Regions from separate parts of the Mus musculus genome. Here all the other regions are linked to region 3. The links are chromatin contacts, called in public promoter capture Hi-C maps. All regions are on one chromosome and are shown on one strand. The core of a region is the stretch at or near the end of the contact, and the rest is flanking DNA. Distances in the headings are between cores, read along the strand shown.

The links. Promoter capture Hi-C pulls out the DNA fragments that hold promoters and counts their contacts.
Region 1: a promoter capture Hi-C map of fetal liver shows a contact between it and region 3, with 2.9 times the contacts expected there. The contact joins the enhancer-like site here to the promoter of Art4 in region 3. A contact is called at or near these places in 3 of 39 promoter capture datasets (the HPC-7 cell line, fetal liver and pre-B cells), 1 of 484 Hi-C or Micro-C datasets (erythroblasts), 3 of 115 datasets of contacts at active chromatin or transcription factors (double positive thymocytes, heart atrium and large pre-B cells) and 1 of 9 other capture datasets (liver).
Region 2: a contact with region 3 is called in a promoter capture Hi-C map of hematopoietic stem and progenitor cells. The contact joins the promoter of Atf7ip here to the promoter of Art4 in region 3. A contact is called at or near these places in 3 of 39 promoter capture datasets (the HPC-7 cell line, fetal liver and hematopoietic stem and progenitor cells) and 1 of 115 datasets of contacts at active chromatin or transcription factors (memory CD8 T cells).

Annotation. Positions count from the first base shown.
Region 1 is chr6:136,466,877-136,470,690 of GRCm38.p6, forward strand. All of the region lies in intron 1 of Gm36897 (predicted gene, 36897), which reads left to right. Among named protein-coding and RNA genes, the nearest start is that of Gm36897, 5.1 kb to the left of the region's middle. Within about 2 kb of position 1,830, at least 387 of the 459 cell types and tissues checked have an H3K27ac peak or open chromatin away from gene starts, as enhancers often do. A contact at or near this core is called in the HPC-7 cell line, double positive thymocytes, erythroblasts and 4 more, where this site is marked.
Region 2 is chr6:136,516,681-136,521,063 of GRCm38.p6, forward strand. It overlaps Atf7ip (activating transcription factor 7 interacting protein), which reads left to right and starts at 2,171. Exons shown (of 15, transcript NM_019426.2): 1 at 2,171-2,283. It overlaps Gm44140 (a long non-coding RNA gene), which reads right to left and starts at 2,073. Exons shown (of 4, transcript XR_001785394.2): 1 at 1,918-2,073; 2 at 1,769-1,812.
Region 3 is chr6:136,855,281-136,859,624 of GRCm38.p6, forward strand. Art4 (ADP-ribosyltransferase 4) reads right to left here and starts at 2,320. Exons shown (of 3, transcript NM_026639.2): 1 at 1,883-2,320. The coding sequence starts at 1,963.

The DNA of each region.
Region 1 (3,814 bases), core at 580-3,079, 390 kb before region 3:
CTGAATCTCAGAGGACCAAATTCAATGGATGCATTCACATTTATCTCATACCCATTTTCAGGATTCCGGGAAACCAAAGGTACCTACAGCAGACTCTATCCGGCAGAGAGAGAGGAAGGGAGCAGGAAGGGAGCAAGTGTCAACCTTCCCTTTCTTATAAATAAATAGCTTCTCTAGGTTGCCTGCTACAATTGGCCTTTTCCCAGAACTTTATGCTCCACTGAAATTACTTAAATAAACAACTTTGGGTTTTGTTTTGCAAAATGCAGGGTTTCATGTACCTCAGACCGGCCTCAAACTGCTTACATAACCTTGAACTCCTGATCAACACACCCACCTCCTGAGGGTTGCTGCCACTCACCACCTTCGCGACTCTGGTTCTTAACACAGGAGAAAAAAGGCTGTTCCCAGCCCTTGACTCCGGATTTAGGGCTAAACTTTAACTAATTAATTTATAGTTAATCCCATGAACTATTATAGAAGCATTTCAAATGCCATGCATAGGAATAAGAAGAGATGCATATGAAACAGGCAGAATGAAGCATCCTCAGCTAGGCGGCCAGGCATTTTGGGTTTGGACAAGAAACTGCTCAGCAGCTTTCTGACAGCTTCACACACTACCTGAACTGGCCAGCAGAGGGCGACGAGGGAGCCGTCAGACACAACATGGAGCCACACCCAGATCATGGTTGCTTTTTCTAGTGTCTCTTCCGGAGTTCTCAAAAAAACTCGAAATAAGAAATTCTTGTCAAAGAAAAAAGAATGAGAGAAATCGAGACGATCTTTTTATTGAGATAATAGCATAAACATACGACTACTGGGCATTTTCAAGTGGACAAACCTGGGGGAATTTCACTTCAGCATCATGCTACATGCCTGTCTAATCCCAGACATAAGAAACGCCTGCGTGTGATATAGCTAAAATTCACAAATCTCTCAGCAGTGTTTTGACCTGAATCTGTCACATCCCCACTTTGCCCCTACCCACATTCTGGGAAGAATCCTGCTCTTCCCTCACCCGGCAACCCCCAGTCAGCCTCCTGTATCTTACAGTTCACACCATCTGATCCAGGGGTAAAGTTACAACTGGAAAAACAAACCCATCTGCGTCCTTCAGTTCTTCCTCTGGCACGTCTACAGTTGCGGAAGGCAGTGAGCACAGATACTGTTCCCCAGCTCTGAATGGTAATAAAAATTATCAAATTCTTTTACCTTACAGTTAATGAAATGGAAATGAGCAATGAACTCTACCCAAAACCTTAAGTCAGTGATGAGAAATGTAGTTGTTTCTGGGCCTGTCTGAGCATCATTTGAAGCGCACCATGTTAACTGATAAGATAACAACTCAGAAATAACTAATATCATAAAGCCAAAAGGCTTACAACCTAGATCCATTAAAAAAAAAAGAATTTAATTTAATCTACTTCATAGTTTTTTTGTTTTGTTTTGTTTTGGGGGGGTTGTTTGTTTTGTTTTTTAAGAAAAAGGGAATGGGGGTGGGGTGGGTGGGAGATTGTTGTAGGACACTGGATTGAGGGAGGGCGGGAGGTGTAGAGAATGGGGCGGTTCCGCCCTAACAAAGAGGCAGAAACTGTGTCTCAACAGCCACCAAATCCAGTTCAGGGCGGTTTGAGCCAGTTTCTGAGCTGGATTGAGAACAACAGCCACAGGCTGAGACTTCACTAGGGTGAAATGGAAAATCTAGCATGGATTTTACAGACAGACCTGAACTGGACGGGGACTTGCTGGAACCTAAACCCAGTTCCTGGGGTGGCAAAGTCAGATGAAATACCAGGCCTGGTGCCGGATCGGTTGCATATCATCGCAGAGAAAGTTCAGAGTCGGGACTCTCTGTTGAGATCCGGTCCACATTTTCCCTCCTGCTGCTTCTGACTGTAGCTGGTGAGGGAAAAAGGGCCCCAGGATATCAGTTTTCAGAGAGCTGGCCAAGGCCTTGGGGGGAGGGGAGGACTTTGCGGCCTGGTTTATTGCCTGTGCTGGAGAGTGGGGGCGGGGAGGGAGGTAGGAGGGTCTGAAACACTGAGAGGAGCACTTCACACCCTGCATGCAGTTCACACCATTTTCCAACACCTATGTTTGCATATCTTTGCAAAGCACAAAACACACAACCCCCCCATGCCTATGGTACACCCGGCTAACAATTGGATGACAACATCTTCTGCCCCAGGCGTTGACAATGCATGTGCCCAGTTGGGCCAAAGTGCTCTCCTTCTGTGTCCCCAAATACACACATGCTGTACACACCTCAACTCAAAGCAACAGCAATCTCAGACGACACTGGAATGATGGTTAAGTCTTTGACCGGCTCCCCTCCCCCAGCTGGTTGTCCAGCAGCCCCCAGGGTGAGCGACTCCAGGAGCAGCTGCCACCCAGTTGAACCGGATGTCGTCCAGTGTGCACTTCCTAAGGCCACACAGGGGTCAGAGGATTCCCAGACAGCTACCACCCCTCCACCTTAAAAATCTCCCAGGACTTTGAGGAGTTCTAGAACCTAGACAAAGCCCAGGTCAGTCTCGTTTGGAAAGGAGGAGGAGGAGTGTGGAACCTCTCCTCTTGAATGTCCCCAAATGGTTGGAATCTTTCAGGGTCAGCAAGGGAGCACCTGGAGTCTTAGAAGCCAGTCTGCTCTGGGAATGGGGGAGGGGAGTTCCTTTGGTGTGTCTGTGGGTGTTGAGACGTTGAGGGAGAAGACTGGGAGACCCAGGGCTGAAATGTCGACATGCCATTCCTTCTGTTACTCTTAGACATCTGGAGAGACGGTTGGAACCCAGCCTACTTTGCATTATTTATGTGTGACCTTTGAAGCAGGGGACGCTTGTTACTGGCAGGCATTCTCTATCTGTTGCTTATTGCACAAGTATTGACTAAGTCCTTACATAGAAATGGCAGTATCAAGTGCGCCGGTATGGACCCTATTTGTTTGTATGGTTGTTGCTTGGCAAAGAGGTGGCTGACTTTACGGAGAGCAGCACTTTTATGTGACGATGTAGTAACCCACAAAAGAGATTAGCAGGAGAAATCATTAGAAGCCCCACACAGTACCATGCATTTCATATCTTACATGAGCCTAGCCACTGTACATCCCTGAGAGCGAACGGCATTGCTGTTCCCATTTTAGAGATGAGAAAAATAAAGTTCGAAAGGATCAGGTAGTGTTACTGATCTATAAAACCTGTCAGAGAAAGATATTGGCTCCAAAATCCGTTCTTTTAACCTGACTCTATGCCGCCATCATGGTGTCAAATGCTTGCCAGCATTTCTAAAGCGCCTACTGTGTGACAACCTACTCTGGGTGGAAGACACGGTCCTGGTGACGCTGATGAGAAGATGGTCCCTGCCTTCAGCAAGCTTTCAATCTACTGACTTTTGTTCCAAGAAAATCTCGGGCCTGGCAAGCGCAGGGCTTTATTTTCGGACTCAAAGGCCATCTGGGAAACTTGAACTTCCCAGCATTCCCGTGCAGTGCTGGGTGTGGGGAGGCCTGGAAACCGGGAGTGACCTGGTAACAGCAGGCACCAGACAGGCTAACAGCCTGGCTGCCTGGAAATGGGCAGGGCCTGGCCCGGGGAGCTGTAGCCATGGCAACCCAGCCTGTTTCCAGAACAATGTCTCCAGCCAGGGAAACAGCTCCCGGAGCCTCCCCCTATATAATCCCCAGAGCAGACTGGAGGCACAAAGGACTTCATTCTAGTGTGGCTCTCCACCCTAAGCCAGAACAAAGCCTGCCATTTGTTGCCTGGGCCCTGTCTTTGTGTTGCGCTTGTGACAACATCCACAAAGCACAGCAAATTCC
Region 2 (4,383 bases), core at 921-3,420, 340 kb before region 3:
CAGAACTGGCTGCTCTTCTGGAGAACTTAGGTTTGATTCGCCAAGACTGACATGGAGGCTCACCTGGGTGACAGCATGAGGCAGCACAACCTTGCCCAGCTCTGACATACATCTCTTGTGTGTTGGTCCTGAGGAAACACTTCCCACAAGATTTCACCTCAATGATGTGGGGGCAGTCCATCGGCCACTGTCCCGGAAGAACAAAGTTCTGGTCTCTTGTTTATCACAGCTGGTTCTTCAGCTCGAGCTCATTTTAAACCACAGATTCTTCACACAAATGGCCTGGTAGAGTCTTTGCTTCCCTCTGAAACGTCACAAGCTGGGCCACTGTCGTCTGCACTGCTCTCAACATTCTTGTCTCTCTAGTTTCTACGTAACAGGTCCCTGAGTTCTCCACACTCCATGGCTTTAGTACAATGTCCTACCAATCTGCCTCTAATCAACATGCCCAGGTCTGTCACAGGAATTCTGGGGCTGGAGCAGGAACATGGAGCTGATGTTTTCTTCCTTTTCTTCTTTCTTTCCTTCCTTTCCTCTTCCACCTTTCTTTTCCTTTCTCTTCTGTTTCCTTCCTTCCTTCTTTTATTTATTTATTTATTTTTTTTGAGTCAAGGTTTCTCTGTGTAGTCAAGGATGTCTTAGAACTCACTCTGTAGACCAGGCTGGCTTAACCTCACAGAGACAGGCTTACTTACTGCTGCCACCCAAGTGTGGGTGGCACCACACTCAGCTGGGTGTTTCCCCTTTCAAGGCCTCTTGTTAGATTAAGTCAAGTCTATTCTAGATATTCTCTCTTTCAACTCAAAATCAATCTAGAATCTTAAATACATCTATTAAAAACACTTACCTTTTTCCTTTTCCCTTTTTTGGAAACAGGGTTTCTCTATATAGCCCTGGGTATCCTGAAACTAGATCTGTAAACCAGGCTGGCCTTCAAGTCTTAGATTTGCCTGGACACTGTATCACATTTTATGACCCCAGAAGTTGTTTCTTGAATTTCAATTTCCTTGGGTTTGCCTGTTTAATGTCCTAGTTGAATTGTCAAGTACAGGACAATAATGAAAGCTGTGAGCTTCTTTGGAGAGAGAGTCTCAAGCTCTAGATGATCTGGGAGCATGTGGCCCCAGGTTGTCCTTGTTCTCTCAAGACCTGCCTCATCTCCCTGAGTGCTTCTGGGAATTGAGCCACAGCTGCCCATGGGAGTGTAGATTTCCTCAGCACTGACAGCTACTTAACTTTTTGATTGGTTAAGTTACTATTGAACAAATACTTAAAGGGAGAAAATTAAGTTTAAGGGATTCCACCTAATATTATTTTTCTGGCTCTTACTGATTTACAAAACATATTTAGAATCTTTTCTTCATTCTAGCTTCTCTCAATTTGTCGGAACAGTGATTACTGTCTCTATTTAAGCGACACGTGAATTTATGAGGTGTGAAGGCATGATTGGTACTGCTTGCTCTCTTACAGGATATCCCCCCAAAAGATGTTCATCTCCACATCTTGATGATTAACACAATTAACTTAGTGAACTTTAAGTGATACCTGTAACACTTTGACAGAGTTTGAGGCCGATAGATTTCAAATTCCAGACCAGTGTGGGCTACGTGGCAAGTTCAATGGCTAGACTGAGTTAAACTGCACGAATCTTCATCAACAAAACAAAACAAAAAGATAAAAATTAAAAAAAATTTTTTTTTCGAATAAATTACCGTACTCTAGGTTCTCTAGACTTATGGAAAAATCTTTTCGCTTTTTAAACACCTACTTTTTTTTTTCTCAAGTCTCATGGAGGGGTGGCCACTGAGGAATCTCCATGCAAAAAAAAAAATAAAAAAATTAAAAAAAAAACAAAAAAAACCCCAATCACCTCCAGGATAAAAAAGAAAAGAGCCAACCGGAAAAAAAAAAAATCACCTCCGGATGCGATCGAAAAGACGGCAGCGCCACCACCGCAGACGGGCTACAATTTCAAGGCAGGAGGCGTGGCCAAAAATCCCTCATTCAAATAAAAAACCAGGAGATTTGCATGGAGAATAGGCATCGCGCACGTTCATTGGCCGATCGCTCAGTGGGTGGAGTACATAGTGTGCCCACGAAGCTCCGCCCCCATCTATTTGCATAACGGCCCCGGCGCGTGCTGGGGAGAAGCGGGTTTGTTTTTGAATCTGCGGTGGCGGCGAGTGGAGCGCACGGCTGAGACGGCAGCGTCCGGGACGGCTGCACGGGACGGCTGCGTAGGAAGGAACTCGGGTCCCAGGCTCTCACCTCCCGCCCCCGAAGGTATACGCGAGTGCCAGGGGCTGTTCTAACCACTGTCGGAGAAATGACTATTGTATTTCGGAAGAGTCAAGACCGCATTATGGCGGCTGCGGGAGTTGAGTGTGCGCCTGCGCGGTTGCGAAGCTGCGGGCGGGCGCTGCATGGGAGCACGTGATCGCGTGGGGTCGGGCTCTAGCTGCAGTTGAGCAGCTGGCCGGGCGGTGGCTGCGCAGGCGCAATATTCATTTTCAAGAGCTAATGTTCTTGTTGGACGCCATTTGGGTTCTAGATTTAATTTTCTCATTCTCGAGGGGGTTTCGTCTCGTGCTTCTTCTTTTCACATTTTCCGAGGAAAACGTTTCTCTCGTGTCTTACACCTACCCGCACCTTAAAATCCTTTATTTCTCTCACGGTTTCACCGGTGCAGACTTGATATTTTGGTACAAATTGCCTCTTGTGGTTCTCGATTATAATTTCGCGTTTAGTTAGGTATTTCTGGATTCGCGTTCCATTTAGGGAGATAAGATCGGCACCTAGTGGTGCTCTCGGGGGAAGTGCATTTACTTCAGCTGCACTTTTGTAAATACATTTTTAACCCTGTTTTTACCGGTTCGCTTTTGGATGTGCAATGTTTACAAAATAGAAACTTTTATTTTTGATTTGTTTGAGAGGACAAGAAAAGGATGTACAAGTTAAGTTGAAATCTCAATTTTCTCAGGTATTACATCTTTATTATTTTTTTTTTTAAAAAGGAACATTTCATCCAAAGTCAATGAAGTTTTAATCCAAACACTTGAGTCTTTCATGTTTTTAGTTTTACTGTTTCTTCAGTTAGAGAAATGTTAAAGAAAATTAGTGAACACGATTTCTCATTATTTTGGGATGACGTATAAGCTATTATATCATTTTTTGATGAAGAATTTTACAAATATTACAAGTTCTATTGAGGTCCTTATTTAAGGGAATCAATTAAACATTTTGAGTTTTTGAAAAAAATATGTGCACTGTAGTATATGTGTATAATGTACACTTTAAATATGTTTTAGGTGTATATGTCCTGGTTTTAGTTTCTTAAAATAACTATGGGTGTGCTACTGATTAAAGTTGTGATGCCACTAAATTTCAGTTGTATGTAGCACAATTAGGTCAGTTGTATGTAGCACATTGGGTCAGTATACGTATAATTTAATATAATTTTCTTATTCTACCCGTTGTTTCTTACTAGTCTAAAAACTTGTGTTTTCATAAACATCTGTCATTCATATGTATAGTTGCTTTTTTGGTTGCTTATGTAACCCAAGTTTAAATCAGTCTGTTGTCAAATTAAGTGCTGTTATAATGTCGATTGGTTTGGGCTATCTCTATTACCCGAAACAAATACTCTTAGAAATAATAGGATATAATTGAAAGGAACATTTTGGGCTGTTTTTTTTTTTTTTTTTTTTTTTTTTTTTTTTTTTTTAAATGCTGTGACATATGCCCTGGAATGGAAGGACGGGGAAGGAAGTCTTCTCCTCCTGTAGCTAGCAGGTCTAAAGTTGATGTAATGGGAATCTTGAGCCTCTGCTGTCTTGTACCAGGAATGAAGGCAGTTCTGCCTTTTTGAGACTTTGATGCTTCTGAGGTGGTTTCCCCTCACCCCATTTTGTACTCCTAGTATTTGAGTTTATGTATTTAAGCTTAACATTTTTGTTTGAATGCATGGGTAATTGTGTCATGCGTTAATATTGAGCATCATAAGAGGCACTAGAAAATTACATAACATGCAATTTCAATATTGATGGGACAGTTTTGCTGTATTTCTTAGAAGGTAAATGTAATTTTAAGTTTACTAAAATTAATGAATTGTCTGAATGTCAGTGGTTGATTCTTTAGTATTTTAGAAACAAGTACTAAAAGTTTGAAATTTTAGTTTGGTTATAATTAAATGAAGCATTGTGCATGTATGTACACACACACACACACACACACAGACAGACAGACATGTTACTCAAAGTATGAACAATCACTGATATGTAGTTTAGAAAGAATCAGGCTGGAATGATTTAAGTCATAAAATTAAAATTTTATTTTTTAAAAATTACTTGATTTTGTACTCTGTTGGAATATTTTCACGTCCAC
Region 3 (4,344 bases), core at 1,070-3,569:
TTACCTTAGAACTCATGGTGTTTCCATATTTGAGTCTGTTGACAATAAAGCACTAACCTTCTGGTTTATCTACTTTCCACTTCTTCAGTTTCTTCCTCCTCCTATTCTCTCATGCATGTCATAAAGCATGCTCAGAGCTGGGGGGGGGGGTGGCTTATGCTTATCGTCCTTAGAAGGCCGAAATACAAGAGGTGCTGTGAGTCTGAGAAGGCTTGTGAGTTCAAGGCTGGCCTGCATTGCAATGGGGGGCTCTGTCTCAGCCTAACCAAACTAAAACTAAAGCAAGCTTATATTCATACATATAATTTTAACTGTACATTTTGCTATGTGTGTGCATGCACAGAGAAGCCAGAGGTCAATGACATAGGTCTTGCTCCATTACTCTCCACTTTATTTTTTGAGACAAGGTCATGCCCTAAGCCAAGAGCTTTGCAGTTTAGCTGAGTGGTTGGCTAGTGATCTCTGGAGCAACAGGGATCGGCCCGTCTCTGCAACTTTTTCTCACTGCCCAAGCTAGGCTTCCAGATGTGCATTCCTCCACTCCTGGGTTTTATGTGCATTCTGGGGACCCGAACTCAGGTCCTCACCCTTGTGCATCAAGCCCCGTTAACCACCAAGCCATCTTTCCAGCCACCCTATCGTACATCTAGCGTTAGGTTTTCCAAGAGAGACTTCTGTAAATAAAAACCTTCTTGCTGACTTAGATTCTAGGACAAAAAGGAGGGGAAAAAACCTAAAGCAAACAAGGAAGCTGAAGTGTCACCTTCTTCCTCAATTAGCCCCCGGGTGCACACACACCTCTGGATCTGGTGGAAAGTTGGACTAAGAGTAAATTCCAGAGCCTGTCAGACTTGTCTCTCCAGCTACTGGCAGTGCAGGACTGAGACCTCTCAGGTAACAGCTTGTCTTGGGGGAGAAGCACTTATGCCACAGACATAAGACTAGCCAGGCTCCAGGGTGGAGAGCAGGGCAGAACCCGTGCATGCAGCTGCGCTTCCAAAGCTCGAGAAACAGCGTTTCAGGGGAGCAGTGGGGCCGTGCCTGGGAGCACCTCCTCTTGGTGAGCGAGGGGCTGGAAAGTACACCCCTCTTGGAGGTGGGGAAACAGTTGAATGTTGTCTAGAGGGTGCCGAAAGGAGGCTCCCTGGCTTCGGTCAGCTCGTTAGTGAGAACTGTATCAGCATCACCTACACTCAACCATTTCTGGGCAAAACAACGATGCTTTTCTCATGAGCAGCACTCACCAAAAGGCAAGATTCTGCCCAAGGCCAGCGTTGTTGGGGGCGGAGCTAGAGAACACACGGTTTGGTATTTTAACCGTGTGATTTATGATGTCATGCTGTCTAGTTACATACAATCTAGAGTCAATTTTACAGACTGATTGGATGATGTGAACCAGTGCACCAGATTTTAAAACAAGCTTCCATTAATCCAAGCCAAGAATCACATTCTGTCAAATATCAAAATGAACTCTGACACATTTTTAACATGTCTCCAGATCTCAAATGTTTCCTGTGTCACCCATTATCATTAGCTTATTTTTAGTTTATAGATATTTAAAATTAGGATACTCCAAATGTGTGCTATCTGTATAAAGCGGTTTTGAGTTAAACAGGTTAGTCTACATTATTGCCCCGGTGGAATCATTGCTTTAATACTTAAAAGAATCGGGAAAATAACTCAATGGCACTCACATCAATTATGCCAGATTTATGACTTAAAAATTTTTAATTTTTATAGCAATTTTCCCTGTCACTCTTTACTAACATTGTTTATTCTTAGATTGCCAGTGGCTAAGTTCTTAGCAATTAGGTGGCCCCCAGGTGAATAGCCTGTTGGTGCATCGTTGATCATGAGAGACCAACTTTTCGATAGCCCCTACCTCAGTGCTCCCCGCGGGTGTCTGCTGGACCCAGAGCAGTAGCAGCAGGGTGAGCTGCCCTCCTGGAAGCCACAGCGCCATCCTCCTGTCTGTAGCACTTGGTAGACACGTTCTCTTAGATCTACTGGTCAGTGGGCAGCTTGGTGGTTTGTGTCAGCAACACTTCTTTATTCTGAAAGCCTCGTCCCAGAATACGCTCTAGAGTCCTCCTTTGGCATTTTCTTTTCCGGCTGTGTCTGAGGTTCTGCTCCTGCCGCAACTGTGACTTCTGTTGAATATCAACAACCTCAACAACCGACAGTTTCCTCCAAGGTAGAAGTCTAGCGCCTTTGCAGTGTTGAAGTCTCCGCGAAAGGGCCAGATGTGCGCGGCACAGAATGGTTTTCAGTGTAAAGAAGGCAAAAACCGTCTCTCTGTCTAGTCGGCATGCAGGGGAATGCCAAGGGTCTGTTCAGGGTCAGGCTGTGCAGTTCAGCCTTGCCTTTCCCAGATCGACAAGAAAAGGCATGCTCCAGGAGTACTCGGGCCAAGTCCCATTATCTGCAGCCCCAGGCTTTCCCTGTGAGCCACTGCAGTGGCACATGAAGCGCAGCTGGGGAGATGCGATCTTAAGGTGGACCTGTGTCAGGCTCATCTGGCAGTGCTGATAGCCCTGCCCTGGAATGATTGCCCTCCAGCAGCACAGGCTTTTAATGTTGTGTGTTCTTTGCTGCCTCTCCACGGTGTGTTTGAAACATCCCCGTTCAGAGACGGGGGCTGTTGGAGTCACAGCTTTGAATGTTTATTTCTTTTGAGAGCTTCAGGTTTTCTATCTATTGTAATCTGCAATGAGGCCCGCAGGCAGGAGTTAAGTCCGACTTTCCACTGTTAACCACATTTCCTGCTCAAGTCTGGCTGTCCTTCCACTACTCCCGACCTTTCAGAGTCTGCTGGCTCGCAGACGTTGTTTATGTTCCCTGCCTCTTATCTAACTGTGACAAGAACCAAATTCCGTTCTTGGGAATTGTGGTCCTGCTTTCTTTTTACCACGTTAAATATTGGTCTGTCTGAAGTTTCCCAAGTCATAGAAGCATAAAAGAAGGAACGCTAATTATTCAAAATGATTGCTTGGAGAAAGCCACTATTTTGATTTACATTTTGGCTTTATACCCACAACACACACACACACACACACACACACACACACACACACACACAGAGCAGAAGTGAAATCACAAGACTTTGTATACTGTTTGTTTCCCATTAATGTTTTATTTATTTATTTGTTTGTTTCTCACAAGTGTGTGTGTGTGTGTGTGTGCTTGTGTGTGTGTTCAACTTGAGTGTCTTCCTACCCCTCACTCTCCACCTTAGTTTTTGATCCGGGCTTTCAGTGAACCTGGAGCTCACAGATTTGGTAGTGGATTGAGAAGCCCCGTGTCTGCGTCCCCATACTAGGACTGCAGGCGCGTGCTGCGTTTGTTCTGTTGTTGCTCTGCCTGATGAGTTCCTGTGAGCTGCATGGCCAGTGCCTTCCCAGCAGAGCCGTCTTTCCAGCCCTAATGATTAATTTTTCAAGGGTTTTTTTCAAGATAGTGTCTCATATATCCGAGGCTGGTTTTGAACTCAATATGGAACTGAGGCTGACACTCAATCTTTGATCCTCTGTCTCTATCTCCTGGGTACTGGAATAGCAGGGGTAAGCCATCATAACCTGTTTCTATGGTACTGGGGGGTCAGACTGCCAGGCCTTTATGCTAGACAAGCACTCGACCAATGCAGCTGCATCAGCAGCCAGCACTGTAACATTTACTATTAATGTGTGTGTGTGTGTGTGTGTGTGTGTGTGTGTGTGTGTGTGTGTGTGTAGCTCGAACTTGCCTTGAATTCTTGATTCTCTGTCCCTGTCTCAGGAGTGCTGGGATTACAGATGTGCTCAAGAGCTCCAAACTTAAGATAAAGCCATGTTTACTGTTTCCCACTAATACCTAATACTTGACAAAATTGACTAGCTGCTCAGGATCAGAATAGGTGCATAGGTGGAGACATCGGAACTAGCGAGGATTAGGCAAGGGCAAGCATAGAGAATGTACCGCGAGGAGGTGAAACTCAGCCAGTTTCTTAATGGACTTTAAAAATGGCTTTTAAATAAGATTTTACTCTGTGGTTCATTTTTCTCTTTCTTCCCTTCTTTTCTTCTTCCTCCCTCCCCCCTTCTTTGTGACCGAGTCTAACTCTGTAGCCTTGGCTAGCCTGGAACAGTTTGTGTAGACTGGCCTCAGTGTTACAGAGATATGCTGCCCCTGCTCCCTGAGTGCTCTGATTAAAGGTGTTTGTCGCCACAGCCAGCGGCTCTGTAAGTCTTAAACTTACCTTTAACCTAACAGCAATTTGAACTGGCCATGGATTTGACCCGGCACAGTGAAGCCTGTGTGCTCTGCCACACACAGTTCTTTCCTGTAGCTGTGTCTCATGAACCATGA